2 separate regions of the Mus musculus genome follow, and region 2 is linked to region 1. The links are chromatin contacts, called in public HiChIP or PLAC-seq maps. All regions are on one chromosome and are shown on one strand. The core of a region is the stretch at or near the end of the contact, and the rest is flanking DNA. Distances in the headings are between cores, read along the strand shown. Region 1 holds the start of Ncapd3 (non-SMC condensin II complex, subunit D3). Region 2 holds the start of Igsf9b (immunoglobulin superfamily, member 9B).

Region 1 (3,585 bases), core at 746-3,245:
AAGGGAACAAACAGATGAGATGTATGCTCAACTCTTAGCATGTGAACTTAGCAAGCTGTCCCAAGCAAGTGGCTAAAATCAGTGTCCATATGTGCAGTAGGGGATACAGGGTAGGGATTTTCTGATTGGTGTTCATTATCCACAGGGCACAACCTACTGGTGACTTCATGATACGAATGTTTTATTTTTTGAAGTACCCAAGCACTTTGATGACACAAAAGACTCCAAATACTTAGACTGGGTGACAAGCCAGTCATGATGGGCAGCTCCCCAAATCTTCGTGGGGTTTTGTTTTATTTTGAAACAGGGTCTCACTATGCAATGGCAGCTGGCCTAGAACTCACTATGTGAACCAGGCTGGCCTTCAACTCAGAGATCTACCTGTCTCAGCCTCCCAAGTGCTGCAATTTAAGGCATGTGCCACCAAACTCACCTCTCACCTGGCTCCCCAAATATTTTGTTTTACCGCCTTCCCTTGTCTATCTAGTTCTATTAGAACTAACAATATTTGAAGGTGACTATTGAGCACTGCAAATTTTTGATCATTTAATTATAGTCTTTGCAGCATCACTTCTTTGACTTTAAGGAGAAAATCAGACAACTAAATACCAGCATGGTACTAAGGAAGTTTGAGAAATAGAGGCAGTCAGAAAGAGGCAGGTTACAGGTATTCAAAACATGCACATGCAATGTAATACAGAATGGAGGTGAGATAGATAGACGGAATTTATGAGCCCGGTCCACTGCACTGTATTTTAAAGGGGGAGGAGGGATGATGGATAGGTGGGTGGGGTCACTGCTTAACTTTGGATTGGATCTGACAGCTGTAGCTGTCAAACCCACCTGCAGGATACTGTCTACCACACTATGAAATCCCGGTTACTAGAAGCAAAGCTGGAAGCATACTGCAGAGACAATGGGGATATCCAAGCACCAGGTGAGCATCCGACCATACAGCAGAGGGCTCCCTACCCTATCTAGGCTGTCCCCACCTCCCCAGCAGCACGCTGTCACTTTTGGCACGGAAGAAGGTAATGAATGCATGGGGGAGTCGCCCACGGGCGGGACTCGTGGGTGAATCTCAGGCTTTAGATTACAGTTGAAAAGAACCTGTCGCAGGCCTCGCAGGAGCTGGGCACTGAAAATCTCTGCTCCCAGCCCGTCCCACACTCGAGTCCAGGGGCAGGCTGACGTCCCGGTTTTGGGAAGGTCCCAGGGAATAGACTCACCGATCTGCCCAATGAACTCGATCTTGATGCCCTGGTGCTCTAGTCGCTTGTTGGGGTTCTTCAGTGATAGGCTCACTTTCCCCGAGACGGTTTCCCCGTCGTAGAAGAGGAAATATTTCTCCTTCTTCCCGTCCTCAGTCTTGTGCTCCGCTCGCTTCCTACTCTCCGCATCATTCAGCAAGATTTCCACCTCCACGCTCTGCCCGAAGCCGAAGAAGCTCATCTCCCCGCCTGGCCGCGCCGGTGTCGGCACAGACTGCTCCCTCCCTCCCAGGCGCGAGCTGCCTTCGGGGAAGGCAGGCCGGAGGGCCGGCTGCGGGAACGCGCTGGACGCTGCACCGCAGCCCCGCTCGCTCTGAGCTGGGCGGTGGGCGATCGCCGATGGCCTGCGCCCCTGGGGTGAGGCAGGGCGGAGGAAGGAGGTCGGCTGCGGGTTGCGGCGCCCAGAGCAGCGATGCACCGAGAGGCCAGACACAGTACCAACGCAGATCCTGGCGGTGCAGCGACTAGGGCCCTGGGAGGAAAGGCGCCAAGCACGCGCGTCTCGTCGCCCACCGGGTGGGGTCCAGCGCCCAGCCGCACACACAGAACTGCCTGGACTCCCGCGGCGTAACGCACCGAAGTGCTACGGCGGCGCCGGGCGGGGGAAGGGGCAGGAGAACTCCGGCCCGGATGCGAAGATGATGCCACGCGCACGCGCACGTCTTCTCTCCCCCCCCCCCCCCTCGCTTTCCCTACCCCCTCCAGGCCGTCAAGGGGTGCGCTCATCTGCGCATGTGCAGTGCCAAAGGGCGCTTTGTTTACATGGCGGCTCTGGCCTCTCTCCAGTAGAACTCGGGCCCAGATGTTCCGTCAAGTCCTAGCACTGCAAGTGCCTCCTTGTAATATTCCGGTTGCATTTCTCTTCCTTCTTAGCCTGATAAACGCCAGGCTACTCTTCACATTTGAATACGAGCAACGCTTGCGTGCTGTCTGACGGGATGAGGTGCCTTTCCCATGCACGCTCAGTGTCACCGGAAGGGGCAAATGTGACCGCTACTACAGGAAGTATGCTGTCCCCGCTGGCCTCTAGGTTCCCTGCCGTGTAAGAACGATATGACGGTAAGAAAAACACTAGTGACGTCCTGACCCCAACATTAACTGGAATGCTAAGGGAAAAAGAAAAAGTCCTCGCTAGCCTTGTTTAACTTCCAGTCTTTGCCCCGCCCACTTATGCGCACGCAGTGGGCGACCCAGCCCATTGGCTTGGGTTACGAACACGGCTCAGCGCGGTGATTGGTCGATTGTAAATCCCGAACGTTGTGACTGGTCCGCCAAAACGTCTCAGAGCGCGCGCGGGAGCGACGGCGAGCCGGTACGTCCACGGTCGGAATGGCGCTGCAGGATCTTGGAGAAAACTTGCAGCCTTGGTGTCCGCTGGGTCTCAGCCTCGGTGAGGAAACGCAGCCGCGGGTTCTGGGTTCGGGGCTTGGGGTGTTTTGTTCCGCCTAATGTATCCAAGCTTGCGTCTCGGTGAGGGTAGGGGTAGGGGTGGGGGAAGGGGAAGCCCTGGTCTCTGCACTGACCGTGAGCCCCAGGATTGTGACAATCTGCCCGGGTGAAGGCCAGCCAAACTTACGGTGGGATCTGAGTCCAGACGAGTAATTGGTAGAAAAGAGAGCTAAACTGTTCTAGCATGCGGGAGGTCGAGGCTGGAGGATTGCCATGAGTTCAAGACCATCCTGGGCCACACAAATGAATTTAAACCAGTCTCAATAATAATAATAATAAAACAATAATAATAGGAGTGTCTCAGTGATAATAACAATAGCAGCAGCAACATGAAAAGCTAATAATTGGCCTTTAATAGTGCTAGTGCCTCAGTTATCTCCATCTGTCACCTTTGTTCTACCTAGTCTTGCTGGAGTCCTAAGTCTATTCCCCAGGTGGTTTTAAACAGACAATCTCAATGTTCAGGTTGATTTTTTTTTTCTTAGAATTTGTGATCATAAATTCAGCTAGATGGTTCTTGTACCGGCTGGTTTTGTGTGTCAGCTTGACACAGGCTGGAGTTATCACAGAGAAAGGAGTCTCAGTTGGGAAAATGCCTCCATGAGATCCAATTGTAAGGCATTTTCTCAATTAGTGATAAAGTGGGGAGGTCCCCTTATGGGTGGTGTCATCTCTGGGCTGGTAGTCTTGGTTCTATAAGAGAGCAGGCTGAGCAAGCCAGGAGAAGCAAGCCAGTAAAGAACATCCCTCCATGGCCTCTGCATCAGCTCCTGCTTTTTGACTTGCTTGGGTTCCAGTCCTGACTTCCTTTGGTGATGAACAGCAGTGTGGAAATTTAGGCTGAATAAACCCTTTCCTCCCGAAC
Region 2 (3,504 bases), core at 962-3,461, 270 kb after region 1:
TGGCATGGCTTCCAGTGACTTAAGGACTTCTCAGTAGAACTCATGTTTTTTTTTTTTTGTTTGTTTGTTTGTTTGTTTGTGTGTGTGTGTGTGTGTTTAAAATGTATATGAACACAGTGTTGCTGACACACCAGAAGAAGGCATTTGATCCAATTATGGATGGTTGTGAGCCACTATGTGGTTGTTGGGAATTGAACTCATGACCTCTGGAAGAGCAGCCAGTGCTCTTAACCCTGCCCCCCCCCCCATCTCTCCAGCCCCAAACTCACGTCTTTATATTAAACTATATCTATATGTGTTTGTGTGTGTGTATGTGTGTGTGCACATGAGTGCAGTGCCTGTAAAGGGGTGTTAGATCCTTTAAAGCTGTAGTTACAGATCATGGACAATTACCTTAGGATGTTGAAAACCAAACTCTGCAAGAGTTGTGCACGTTCTTAATTGCCAAGTGTCTCTCCAGCTCCTAGGACTTACCTCTTGAAGGTTCCATTCTTCCAATACTGCCACCTTGGGGATCAAGTTTCCAACAACATGAACGTTTCTGAGGTCAAAATTAAATCATAGCCTAGCCTCATCACCCATTCTGCAAGTGGATCCCAATAAGTCTTGATAGACTTAGGACCCAGAGGAAGTATGTATGGACGTATATAGATGTGTGCAAACCTGTTTATGGGGAGACTTGCATATGTGTGTGTTGGAGGTAGAATTGGTGCATGTTGCCTGAGAATTGATGCGTCAAGGAGATCTAGAGCGTGCAGCTTCACCAAAGCCCCAGGAAAGAAATGTCAGCCCAGAAAGGACCTAAAGCAGTGGCCCATGGGAATATATCAACAGAGTGATAACTCATGAGTGTGTTCGCATGAGCAGGGCGAGTTTGCAAGCAGGAGGTATTCAGAAGTCCAGTTCTCCAGATGCTATTCAGATGATAAAAGTTCATTAGTGTGTGTGCTTCTCTGCTTAGGAGCCTCAGCTTTTCATCTCCTGGATGGCAACGAGAGTGGAGTTCTCCAAAAAGAATGACCCTCCATCACTCAAGGCCACTCTATGTGAGATACACGAGTCCATGCGCACACATTGGCTTTTCCAGCAGTAAGCTGTTGGTCTATGGGAAACTTCATGCTCTGTGCTTATTGAGAGATTGCCTTCATTGCCCCTCCATTTCTTCCCTGGCCAACAGCCCCTCCTAGGGAGCTGTGCCTCTCAGCACTGTGTCAGAAGCTTGAAAGAATAAACATCTCCACGGCAGCCTCAGAACACTGTGAGATGGTTGTAGAGGCTTTCATGATGCTCATTTATTCCTTGTGTAAACACAATTGTATTGGGGGAGGAGATGAAGAGATGCTGGAGTAGGGAGCCTGGGATATAGGAAGCTCTTCCAGCGTCTTTATTTATTATCTTCTGCAGAAATGAGGAGGACCTTTCCCTTTTCCTTGGTTCTCTACCTCACCCCCTGATCGCTCACAAACGCCACCTTGACTTTATGCTGCTGATATGGGGCTGGGCTCTCAGTAAGGTAGGAGAGGAAGCAGCATTTGTGTGCAGGAGAGGCAGCATTTATTGGGGGGGGGGGGTTAATGGCTTTAGTAATCATGAGCAACGATGACCAGCAATGGGGGTGGCAGTACGTGTGCACATGTGTTCCAGAGGGGTCTGTGACTCGCCGCAGCTGAGCCAATGACTCATTCCAAATTTAGCGACTTTTAGAGGTCATTTTAGTCATCCTCCTGGCTTTGGGCTGGATGGAGCCTAACTTAATATAACGTTTGGTGGAGGTAGTGTTCTGAGAGAGTGAGCAAAGAGTGGGGGTGGGGGGGGGAGGTATCACGTGGTCTCTTTGAACCGTTCTCCAGAAAAGGACGTTCCCTAGTTTCCCCAGGATGCTTGGGTTTCCCTATCCCCGTATCAGCGTGGTCCTCCCGGGAACTGCTTTTTTTTTTTTTTTTTTCTTGATAGAAACCGGATGTTGGATTCTCAAGGTGGGCGGGGGCTCCATCCCCTCGGATAACCTGTCAAGGGTTATTGAGATTCTTAGGGTCCCACTAGCCAGTACGAGAAGCTACCATCTATTTAATCAGAAACTTGCCATGCAGTCTGAGCTGAGAACAGAATAGAGCAAAGACGTTACAACGCCTTTTCCCAGGCAATGCGCATGATTCTGCGGCTCTGTGCTCGCTACACTTCAACGCACCTTGAAATGGGCTCGCCTTCTTCGCGCAGCGACGGACTAAGAGTTTAGCCAATCAGTGCCTAGACTCGTGAGCACTGTCCAATAAACAGCCGCCAGGGGCGGACCACCAGGACAGGCCCGGCTAGGCTTCACCGTGGACCTGGCTGCGCTCTGCCTCGGTTGGCAGTGCAGGTGCCGCTGCGCCGGGGCCCGGGAGGCTGCGCGCGCCGAGACGAGCGGAGCCAGGAAGGGATGGAGAGCGGGCCGCCCGGGCTACAGGAGCACCGGCAAGGGGCGTAGGCGGGCGAGAAGCGGGCACTGAGGCACGAGAAGTGTGCAGACGCAGGAGCACTTTGCGATAGGATGAGGCTCTTGGCTGGCGCGCGGTAGTACTATGATTTGGTATGTGGCCACTTTGATAGCAAGTGTGATCAGCACCCGAGGTCTTGTGGCTCAAGGTGAGTTGAAGTGCAGCATCCCTCCTCCAACCCTCTTGGCGTTCTTAGACCTTTGCTCCAGGCTCTGGCTCCCGAACCCCGGGGGCGAGGCTCCGGCTCCGGCCAGGCGCACCTCCGAGCACTGGCCCGGGCAAAGGCTGGGGAACTGCGGGTGGGAGGAACTCGGCGGGAAGGTGCGGGAGCCCTTGGGCTGCGAACGCCTTGGAATCAAAGTGGACTTAGTCTACCTTAGGCCCCTTGGTTCACAACCACACGTCGAATCTGAGCTTTGGGGAACCCCTAGTGCTCTAACTCTGGCTGCTGGGGACTTTGATGGTCTTTAGGCAGGATTCCGCGCGTCCCAGCCCTGCACAGCACCGCTGGATGGAGGAGCCCTTGAAGGGAGGCGCGATTAAGAGGTTGGGAGTCCCCGCAGCCGCCTCGAAGGGATCGGGTTCTCCGCCCCGCGCCCTTCCTTTCCACACATCTTGGCCGCGGAGGTCGGATCCCCTTGGCAGGTGACAAGCAGAATTGACCTAGAGGCTCCGAGCAGCATCTGCTCTTCTTGGTTCTGTCGGCCGCCCGCGCCCACCTTGACTGCATCTGGGCCCCGGCCAGGCAAAAGTTCCCGGGGAGGCGCCGTCGCCGCGCTTCAGGCTGCCCGGCCCAGCGGCCTCGGGGCGAGGGCCGCGAGGGAGGGGTCTGCCCAGCTGCGTCTCAGAGTCGAGTGGGATTTTTTATTTCTGCCTTCTCGGGTTTGAGCCCAAGAAAAAGCTAGGGAGAAGCCAAGGCGCGGGGTGCATACTTGAGCGCGAGGGCTTTCGCTTTGGAGATGGCAGAGCTCTGGGTGGCACCCGGCTCTCGGCCCTTGTATGGAAGTCAGAGCCGAGCCTGGAAGCT

Evidence for each region. HiChIP or PLAC-seq counts read pairs in DNA pulled down with a chosen protein or histone mark.
Region 2: a contact with region 1 is called in an H3K4me3 HiChIP or PLAC-seq map of embryonic stem cells, with 26 read pairs. The contact joins the promoter of Igsf9b here to the promoter of Ncapd3 in region 1. A contact is called at or near these places in 3 of 39 promoter capture datasets (cranial neural crest, embryonic stem cells and neural stem cells), 5 of 484 Hi-C or Micro-C datasets (the HPC-7 cell line and embryonic stem cells), 5 of 115 datasets of contacts at active chromatin or transcription factors (embryonic hindbrain and embryonic stem cells) and 2 of 9 other capture datasets (adipose tissue and pancreatic islet).

Annotation. Positions count from the first base shown.
Region 1 is chr9:27,028,170-27,031,754 of GRCm38.p6, forward strand. Ncapd3 (non-SMC condensin II complex, subunit D3) reads left to right here and starts at 1,996. Exons shown (of 36, transcript NM_178113.4): 1 at 1,996-2,330; 2 at 2,454-2,661. The coding sequence starts at 2,601. Vps26b (VPS26 retromer complex component B) reads right to left here and starts at 1,925. Exons shown (of 6, transcript NM_178027.4): 1 at 1,230-1,925. The coding sequence starts at 1,452.
Region 2 is chr9:27,296,893-27,300,396 of GRCm38.p6, forward strand. Igsf9b (immunoglobulin superfamily, member 9B) reads left to right here and starts at 2,212. Exons shown (of 20, transcript NM_001326702.1): 1 at 2,212-2,625. The coding sequence starts at 2,562.